Regions from separate parts of the Mus musculus genome. Here region 2 is linked to region 1. The links are chromatin contacts, called in public Hi-C maps. All regions are on one chromosome and are shown on one strand. The core of a region is the stretch at or near the end of the contact, and the rest is flanking DNA. Distances in the headings are between cores, read along the strand shown.

The links. A called contact is a pair of places that touch in the nucleus more often than the background predicts.
Region 2: a Hi-C map of the G1E-ER4 cell line shows a contact between it and region 1, with 2.4 times the contacts expected there. The contact joins two enhancer-like sites. A contact is called at or near these places in 1 of 15 datasets of contacts at CTCF or cohesin (the G1E-ER4 cell line), 11 of 484 Hi-C or Micro-C datasets (the G1E-ER4 cell line, embryonic stem cells, muscle stem cells and 3 more), 1 of 115 datasets of contacts at active chromatin or transcription factors (intestinal villus epithelium) and 1 of 9 other capture datasets (embryonic stem cells).

Annotation. Positions count from the first base shown.
Region 1 is chr9:60,274,133-60,278,010 of GRCm38.p6, forward strand. The region is part of intron 6 of Thsd4 (thrombospondin, type I, domain containing 4); the gene reads right to left. Among named protein-coding and RNA genes, the nearest start is that of 2010001M07Rik, 58 kb to the right of the region's middle. Within about 2 kb of position 2,324, at least 23 of the 459 cell types and tissues checked have an H3K27ac peak or open chromatin away from gene starts, as enhancers often do. A contact at or near this core is called in the G1E-ER4 cell line, where this site is marked.
Region 2 is chr9:60,396,554-60,400,375 of GRCm38.p6, forward strand. The region is part of intron 4 of Thsd4 (thrombospondin, type I, domain containing 4); the gene reads right to left. Among named protein-coding and RNA genes, the nearest start is that of 2010001M07Rik, 64 kb to the left of the region's middle. Within about 2 kb of position 1,733, at least 8 of the 459 cell types and tissues checked have an H3K27ac peak or open chromatin away from gene starts, as enhancers often do. A contact at or near this core is called in the G1E-ER4 cell line, where this site is marked.

The DNA of each region.
Region 1 (3,878 bases), core at 1,074-3,573:
CCATGGCCACATCACCATAAGAATGACGACTTGCTCCCTCTCTTAGGATCTATCAAACACCAGTAACTCCTCGGCCAAGCATGAAGCTTTGTAGATCTATCCCACCCTGCATGCTGGAATTTTGATTGGCTTGATCCTTTGCAGGTCTTGTGCAGATAACAACATAAGCTACTGCCGTTGTTCTTGGTTACAGATAAAAACCAGGTAGTAGTACCCTATTGTTGAAGACACCTCTCATTTGTACATAGGAGACAGAGAAGTCGACCTTGAACTACCCAGGGAACTCTCTCTTGGCTGGCAATCTTCTATAGTAGCAGACAGAATCGTTTACCTGTGTATGTGGGGGCGAATGTCCATGGAGGGCAGAGCACATCCTAGGTAGCATTCCTCAGGTGTTATACTAGATGGGTTTGTGTGTCAACTTGGCACAAGTTAGAGTCCTCAGAGAGGAAGGAGCCTCGATTGAGAAAAATGCCTCCACGAGATCCAACTGTAAAGCATTTTCTTAATTAATGATTGATAGGGGGAGGACCCAGCCCATTGTGGGTGGTGCTATCCCTGGGCTGGTGTCCAGAGTTCTATAAGAAAGAAGGCTGAGCAAGCCTAAGGGAGCAAGCCAGGAAGCAGTATACTCCATGGTCTCTGGATCAATGCTTGCCTCCGGGATCCTGTCCTGTTTGAGTTCCTGTCCTGACTTCCTTCACTGATGAACAGTGCTGTAGAAGTGTAAACCAAATAAATCAATTTCCTCCTCAGCTTGCGTTTTGCTCATGGTGTTGCATCACAGCAACAGAAGCCCTACGACAGGTCTTGTCCACTTTTGTTTTTCAGGCAAGGTCTCTCACTGACCGGAGGTTGATGAGTAGGCTGGCCAGCTATTCAGTGAGCCCAAAGATACAAATGTCTTCACACCCCTAGCATTGGGATTCTAAGTACACAGCCACCAAACCTAGCAGCTGCTGTTGCTGCTGCTGCTCCTCCTCCCACATTTTTAAAAAATGTGGTTCCAGGAATCAAACTCACATCTTCACGTTTTCAGGTTGAATACTTTGTGACTGTGCTATCTGTTGGCAATTTTTCTGCCTCCACCCAACAGCAACCTAGCATCAGGTCGCTTCATGAGCCAGGATCCAGGCATCATAAGACCACTAGTTACCACATTCTCATTCATATTCTCTCTCTCTCTCCCTCTCTCCTTTGTTGTTCTTTCTCTGCCTCTACCCCCTTTCCCACGTCTCCTTCCCTTCTCCCAATAAACTTCCTTTTATATCTGGCTGATTGTTTAGGTAGACACCTAGGCACAGGCCCACCCAGACTCCCCCCACCCCACCACATTGCACCATGGTTTTATAAAACACAACACCATCTCCCCAATCCTTATTTCTTTTTACAAATTATATGAACATATTGAGCTCAGTATGAAAGCGGTAGCTTTGTATAACTGATGCAATGCTTTGGGAAAAGTGAAGCAGACACTAGGTGGCGTAGTGCACCCCCAGTGACCCACTCACCCTCCTCCTGGAATTTATCTTTACCCTAAAATCTGAGAGCGTTTCCCTTCATCATCCGAAAAAGGAAGCAAAATACAATCTGAGATCTTCTGTATTGAACCATTAGGAAAACGACCAAGGAAGAAAAAACAAGTTATGAAAACGATCCCTTTTAAGCTTGCAGCCACACTGTCACCTCATGGAAGCCCTCTGTTGGGCCATATGATTTGTAGCGAGAAAAAGCATCAAACCAGGGAGCCTACAGCAGATCTGAGAATGTTTCCCTAACCCCGTGGTCGCCCAGACAACAAAGTCCCACGATCATCATCCCCCCCCCCCCCTTCTGCAGTAGGGCGGCCCTTGTTGTTGTTGTTTTAAATGTTAATGAGGTGAGCCTCATTGCTCTCTCCCAGCTCAGCCTTTCAGCTCTTCCAACCTGAGGCAAAAGCGCCCTGACCAAGCCTTCAAAGGCCCCCAAACAGAATACAGGCAGCCTCTGGAAACAACTTGACCCTAGGCCTGCAGACAGAAGAGTAGAGAACTAAGAAGAAAAAGAAAGACAACAAAACCTTAAAGCTTGCAAACTTGACTCCTAAAGCATCCAGTACTATGATGCAAATACACACACACACACACACACAAACACACAAAAACACACACAGGGCTTAAGAAACAAAAGACAAGGGGCCAAATCCACCTCAAACAAGGAAAGAGTGAGCTAAGGCTTTTATCCTTTCAAACGCCAACTCTCAGAGAAGCCCTGGTCTCCCTGAAGTTCTCCATAGAAAACCTAACTGATTTAAAGCTAGGAAGCCGACATTTTACAAAGTCCTCTCTGCCTCTCCCAAGGACTGAGTGATCCAGTCCTAAGGAGCAGGAAGTCTGGGGCAGTGGTACCTGTAAACGGTCTCTTTCATGTGGGAACATCTCCATCTGCTGGAAACTCCGATGTCTGCATTAAAGGCACAAAGTTAAGTTTTGTTTTTCCTGTAAATATATCCATTTCTAGTTTCTCTCAAGTACCTGTCACTATCTGACTGAAAGCAGCTGTCCCTCTTCCTTTTCCTAAGGTCCCTGGTGGCAATGTTTATCTGTGATATTTACGGGACAGCCCCAGCCCAGGGTTAGACATGTCCTTCCCATCTGTCTTCCCTGACAACAGGACATCCTTAGGTCAGTCCTAAAAACCTCTACAAAACCCTCCTGAGTCAGGAGATTGTCTGCCTGAAGGTCAGAGGTTTCTGAACTCCAGGGAGTTGGCATTCCGTTGAACTATGGTCTTAGCTTCTTACACCACCTGAGTGCCTTTATTTGTCAGGGCTAACTGTTCAATAACAACCATTTCATCTTTGATTTCAAAAGTACACAGATTTACACACATGTGGGTGAGGAGGGCAAGGCTGGGTTTGCCATTCTGGTATATTTGATGTGAGAGTTCTACTCCAGAATGCTGGCATTCTTTATATGAATGCTGGAGTTCTTCAACCTTGATGGAGTGCCTCAAAAACAGCCTGCCACACTTTAGATCATAAAGTCTTCCTGAGCCATGTTAATGGCTTGGTTCCCAAGGTGGTGCTGGTGGGAGGTCTTCAGGTTATTGAGGGCCCCTCTGAAAGGGATTACAGGGCTCCTCATTTCTCCTTCTCCTCTTCCTCCTCTTCTTCCCCCCCACCCCCCAGCTTCCTGGTCATAAGGTGAGTAGATTTGTTCTTTAATAATCAATCCTACCATAATATAATCCTGGCTCAAAGCAAAGGGCAATCATCTCATGTACTGGAACACTGACATCTGTGAGACAAAAGCCAACCTTTCAATGTAGTGACAGAAAGCCGAGTAATGCACAGCTCTGGAAGGCCCAGTGCCCACAGGACAGAGAGCACCAGGCTCCTCCTCTTTCTCTTCCGTTGGCAGCTCTCTAAGCATCATCTTCCTCTTTCCTCAGCATCTCACTCCATTCTGATGTTCTCTTTATTTTTGTTGCTTTTTAAAAGTCTTTTTTAATTATTTTAAATGCATACATACACATTTAAATTTACATACACATGTGAGTGTGGGTGACCAAAGTGGGCACTAGATCTTCTAAAGTTGGAATTACAGACAGTTGTGAGCTGCCCAGCATGGGTGCTCAGACACCAACTCAGGTCCTCAGCAAGAGCAATGCATTCTCTTAACTTCTAAGCCATTCCTACTGCACCACACTCCACATGACAGTCTCCTCTTTAGTACTGTGTGTGTGTGTGCATGCGCACACATCCAAGTGCGTAACCGCATGCAAAGCCATGTATGTGGACAACTCCCGAGAGTCAGTTCTCTCTTGCTACCATATAGGGCCCAGGGATTTCACCCAGGTCCTCAGCTTTGGCGGCAGGCGCCTTTACACGATGAGTT
Region 2 (3,822 bases), core at 483-2,982, 120 kb after region 1:
TGCTCAGTGGAGACTTTAGTTGAAGGTAATGGAGAAACCCAGACAACTGGAATAGGACGTCTCACAGTTGCTGGTGCCTAAGACCTTGTTGGGATGCAGGTTCTGGGTTGCAGAGGTGGCTTAGTTGGTCAAGTACTTGCTGTGCCAGCACGAGGAGCTCAGTTGATCCTTCCAGCACGCACATGAAAGATGCTGACCTGCTGGCCAGCCAGTCTAGCTAACCCAGAGAGCTCCAGTTGAGATTTTATCTTGAAAAAATAAGCCAGTGAATCATTAAGGAAGACGCTAAGGTTGACCTCTAGCCTCTTCTGGTGGGGTTCAGGGTGGGAGCCAAGAGAACTCCCCAGAAGTCTTAAAATGGAAGCTTTATTCTCTGAGCACTCAGGGGGGCGGCCAGTTCGGGGGTCCGAACCTCATCCCTGAAGGGAGAGTGTACAACGTTTTTATAAAATGGGAACACAAAGCAAGGGGGATGGGGTGGGCTGTTGCATGACCAATCATATTTTGACACAAGGGGTTAAGCCAGGATGTCAACATTGGTGACTGGGCCTTATCCAGGCCACCTGGTTTCAGAGACCTTGAGCCAGCTTTTGCAGTCAGGTCCTCTCCTGGACTCTAGCCTGGAATTTTGGAATGATAAGGAAATAAAGGAGTGGGCAAGCTGCACATAGTCAATTAACTAGGAACACATTTGTGACTTGTGTGCCTTCCTGTAGATAACGGGGTAACAGCATCTTCCCTCTTTACATCCTTTATGGGTTAGCAGACAAACATGAAACATCTGAGGAAGCTGGACAGGAGTTGGGTTCCAGGCACTGGGGACATGAACTCAGTTTTGATTCTGGTCAGCAAGGTATGGATGAACATGTTCCTGAGATGACTGGACTCATAAAACTACCTCCTAACACCACACACACAGGTGCACATCAAGTACACACAAACATACTATATCTTTATCTTTAAATATATGGGTGGGTGGGGGGAGCGCGCTTTGCTCAGAGCTCTGAGATAGAGCCTCAATCTCTCCGGAGATTCCGGTGCTGCTGGTCCACGGACCCACAGGTTTGAAGAACACAGTCACAGAACAGAATTGCAACAAAGGGGAAGGGGTCAAAATTCAAGATCAGAAATGACTGGGCTTAGTGAAGAAAACAAACCAACCTACCCCTCTGTGCCCTGTGCCCTGTGCCCTGTATAAAAGGGTCTGCTTGCCTGTGGACAGGCTGCCCTGCGGTCACTGGCTCAGTACACACTGATGAAGCCACCCGCACCTGCTTGATAACACTTGTGGGCAGCAGAGAAGGAAGCTGCTATGTCGGGTGATGGGGAAAGCATCTTGCCCCAAACAGACCCTTCCCCTAAAGGAGAATCCACATTAACAAGTGTCTAGTTTTATATTCATTGCTTTTTGGTGTGCGGTGGGAGAAGGGGGAGGGTAGCTCTTCCCAATACCCTAAAACTACTCGAAATCTCTTGAAACAACCACACCTTTGAAAAGATAACGATGTGAAAGCCTTAAATGTTCATTTCATCCTGATAAACAGACTACAGAGAATGAGCAAGCCAGCCAGATGTGACTGTAAGCAATTGGATTTCTTAGTCCTGGACTCCCCACGGTGGGTGAGCAACCCAGTCATCCCCACTTGGCTGAGACAGCAGTTGTTTTCCTTGTGACCCAGCAGGGCAAACAATCCTGGTGGTTCATGGTGGCCTCTTCCTCACCAAGACAGAGACCATCTGGACACTTGCAGGGGGCCTCCACAGAATGGGATACATTTACACAGAGTTGTCACAATAAGCACAGATGTGTCCACAGGGCCCCACGTGGCTGTTTAACCCTTCCAGGAGAGCATGCAGTAGCTACCCTGGGGAATAAGTTGGCTCATTCTTGAGCTTTGTCTCTCAGAACCAAGCTGTGGGGCTTTAGGAGCTCCACATGACACAATTAGCAACTTGGCTAATTGCTAAAAGTTAGGCAATGTGCTGGTTAGTTTTAACTGTTAATTCCACAGCACTAGAGTAACCTGTAGTCACCTGGGAAGAGAATTAAATAGGTTAAACTGGCCTCTAGGCAGGCCTTGTTAGTTTATATAGGAAGACCCACTCCATTGTGGGTGGTACCATTCCTTAAGCTGGGCCCTGAAGTATGTAAGAGTGGAAAAAGCTAGCTGAGAGCGGGCAAGCAGGCAGCATAGATACACTCATTTCTTTCCGTTCTTAGAAGGAATAGTTTCTGCCGTGATGTCCCCATAATAATGAGCCATTGCCTAGAACTGTAAGCCAAATAAAGCCTTCCATCCTGCGTGGCTTTTAGTCAGGGTCTTTGTGAAACACGAAACTGCAGCAGGCAGTAAGTTTGAACAGTTACAGTTCAGAGTTCAGAGATGTGAGAGTAGCAGCCTAAGATACACACTCAGCCCTGAAGCCTAGAACTGTGAGTTTGAACCTCAGCTCTGCCACTGGTGGAGAGGACAGAGGACTAGCTTAGGAGCTGTGAGTAAGTTACTTGGTCTTTGCGCCTCAGTTTCTCCTAGTGGGGTCAGAATTAAGTTCCTGCTCAGGGAATCACTAGGATGTGACATTTCTTGAGATACCCTCCAGGCTGGCAAGTGACGGCTAGAGCCATTAGTGATGGTGTTTATATGTTACATGCTGGGAATCTCTGCCACACTCCAATTCCAGTGCTAAACCTAAACGCATTTATAAAGATCATGTCACAGTTTGGTCATCCTGACTACACCACAGTCCTGAGCATCAACCCCAATTCCTGCCTTTAGGCTAGCCTGTGGGATACAAGCAAATCTCCTAGTAGGTGTGTGTGTGTCTGTGTGTGCACGAACACGCATGCATATGTGTGATCACAATAAGCTTGTGGTTTGTCCGGTTTGAAGGAGGCCTGATTCTGCAACTGTGACAGCCCTTTGGTGTCACCCATGCAGCAGTTGGAGGGCTATACTTTAGCAGTGGTCCTAGACATTGCCACACACATATAGAACCAGCACGCCCCAGTCTGGGCTCAGCATCATAGACTAATGCCCTTCTAGTTCTTCACAGCCTTTCTCTGAGTGGCCATCAGAATCCCTTGGGGTACCTATCACAATAGATCATGAAGCTCTACCTGATAAGTCTAACCTGGGCCTGAGAATCTGTATTTCCAACAATGCCAGGTTGGTTGGTGCTGTCACTCTTTGCCTGGGAACCACTCCGTGAGGACTGCTTGATCCGTCTACAGCACCCCAGCCCAGACATGAACTGGCTCTTGCCCTTGCTCTCTTCTCTGCATTCTCTGGCTTGGCTACTGCACCTTCTGTCCCCTAGGCCCTGGATGGACCAGCCCTGCCGCTGTCTCTGCAGCTTTTCCACAGGCTTCCCAGCCTCGGTCTGTATCGTTTTTCTCCTCTCATGCTGCCTTCCCAGCACAGAACCAGAAATGCACACCTAGCTTCGACTGAGATTCTCTTCAATGCTCGGCTTGATCCAAAGCACGCTTCCACAGAAAATATGCGCTTTTCTGGCTTCCCATTGGACCCCATGAGCTGTCTGGGTACAGCCAACTTTTCTTATGTGTGCTTAGATTCCTGCCTAAGTCACGAGAAACAGGCTGGGGGCGGGGGCGGCTAGGTCTTATTTATCAGTATCTCCATAGCCTACCGCAATGACTAGTACATAACGGGTGTGCACTTTTACTAGCTAACCACTGATGGGCTAGAGAGATGGCTCAGAGATGAAGCACACTGTCTGCTCTTGCAGAGGATGTGGGTTCAATTCCCATCATCCACTTAGTGGCTCACAACCTTCTATAATTCCAGTCCCAGGTGATCT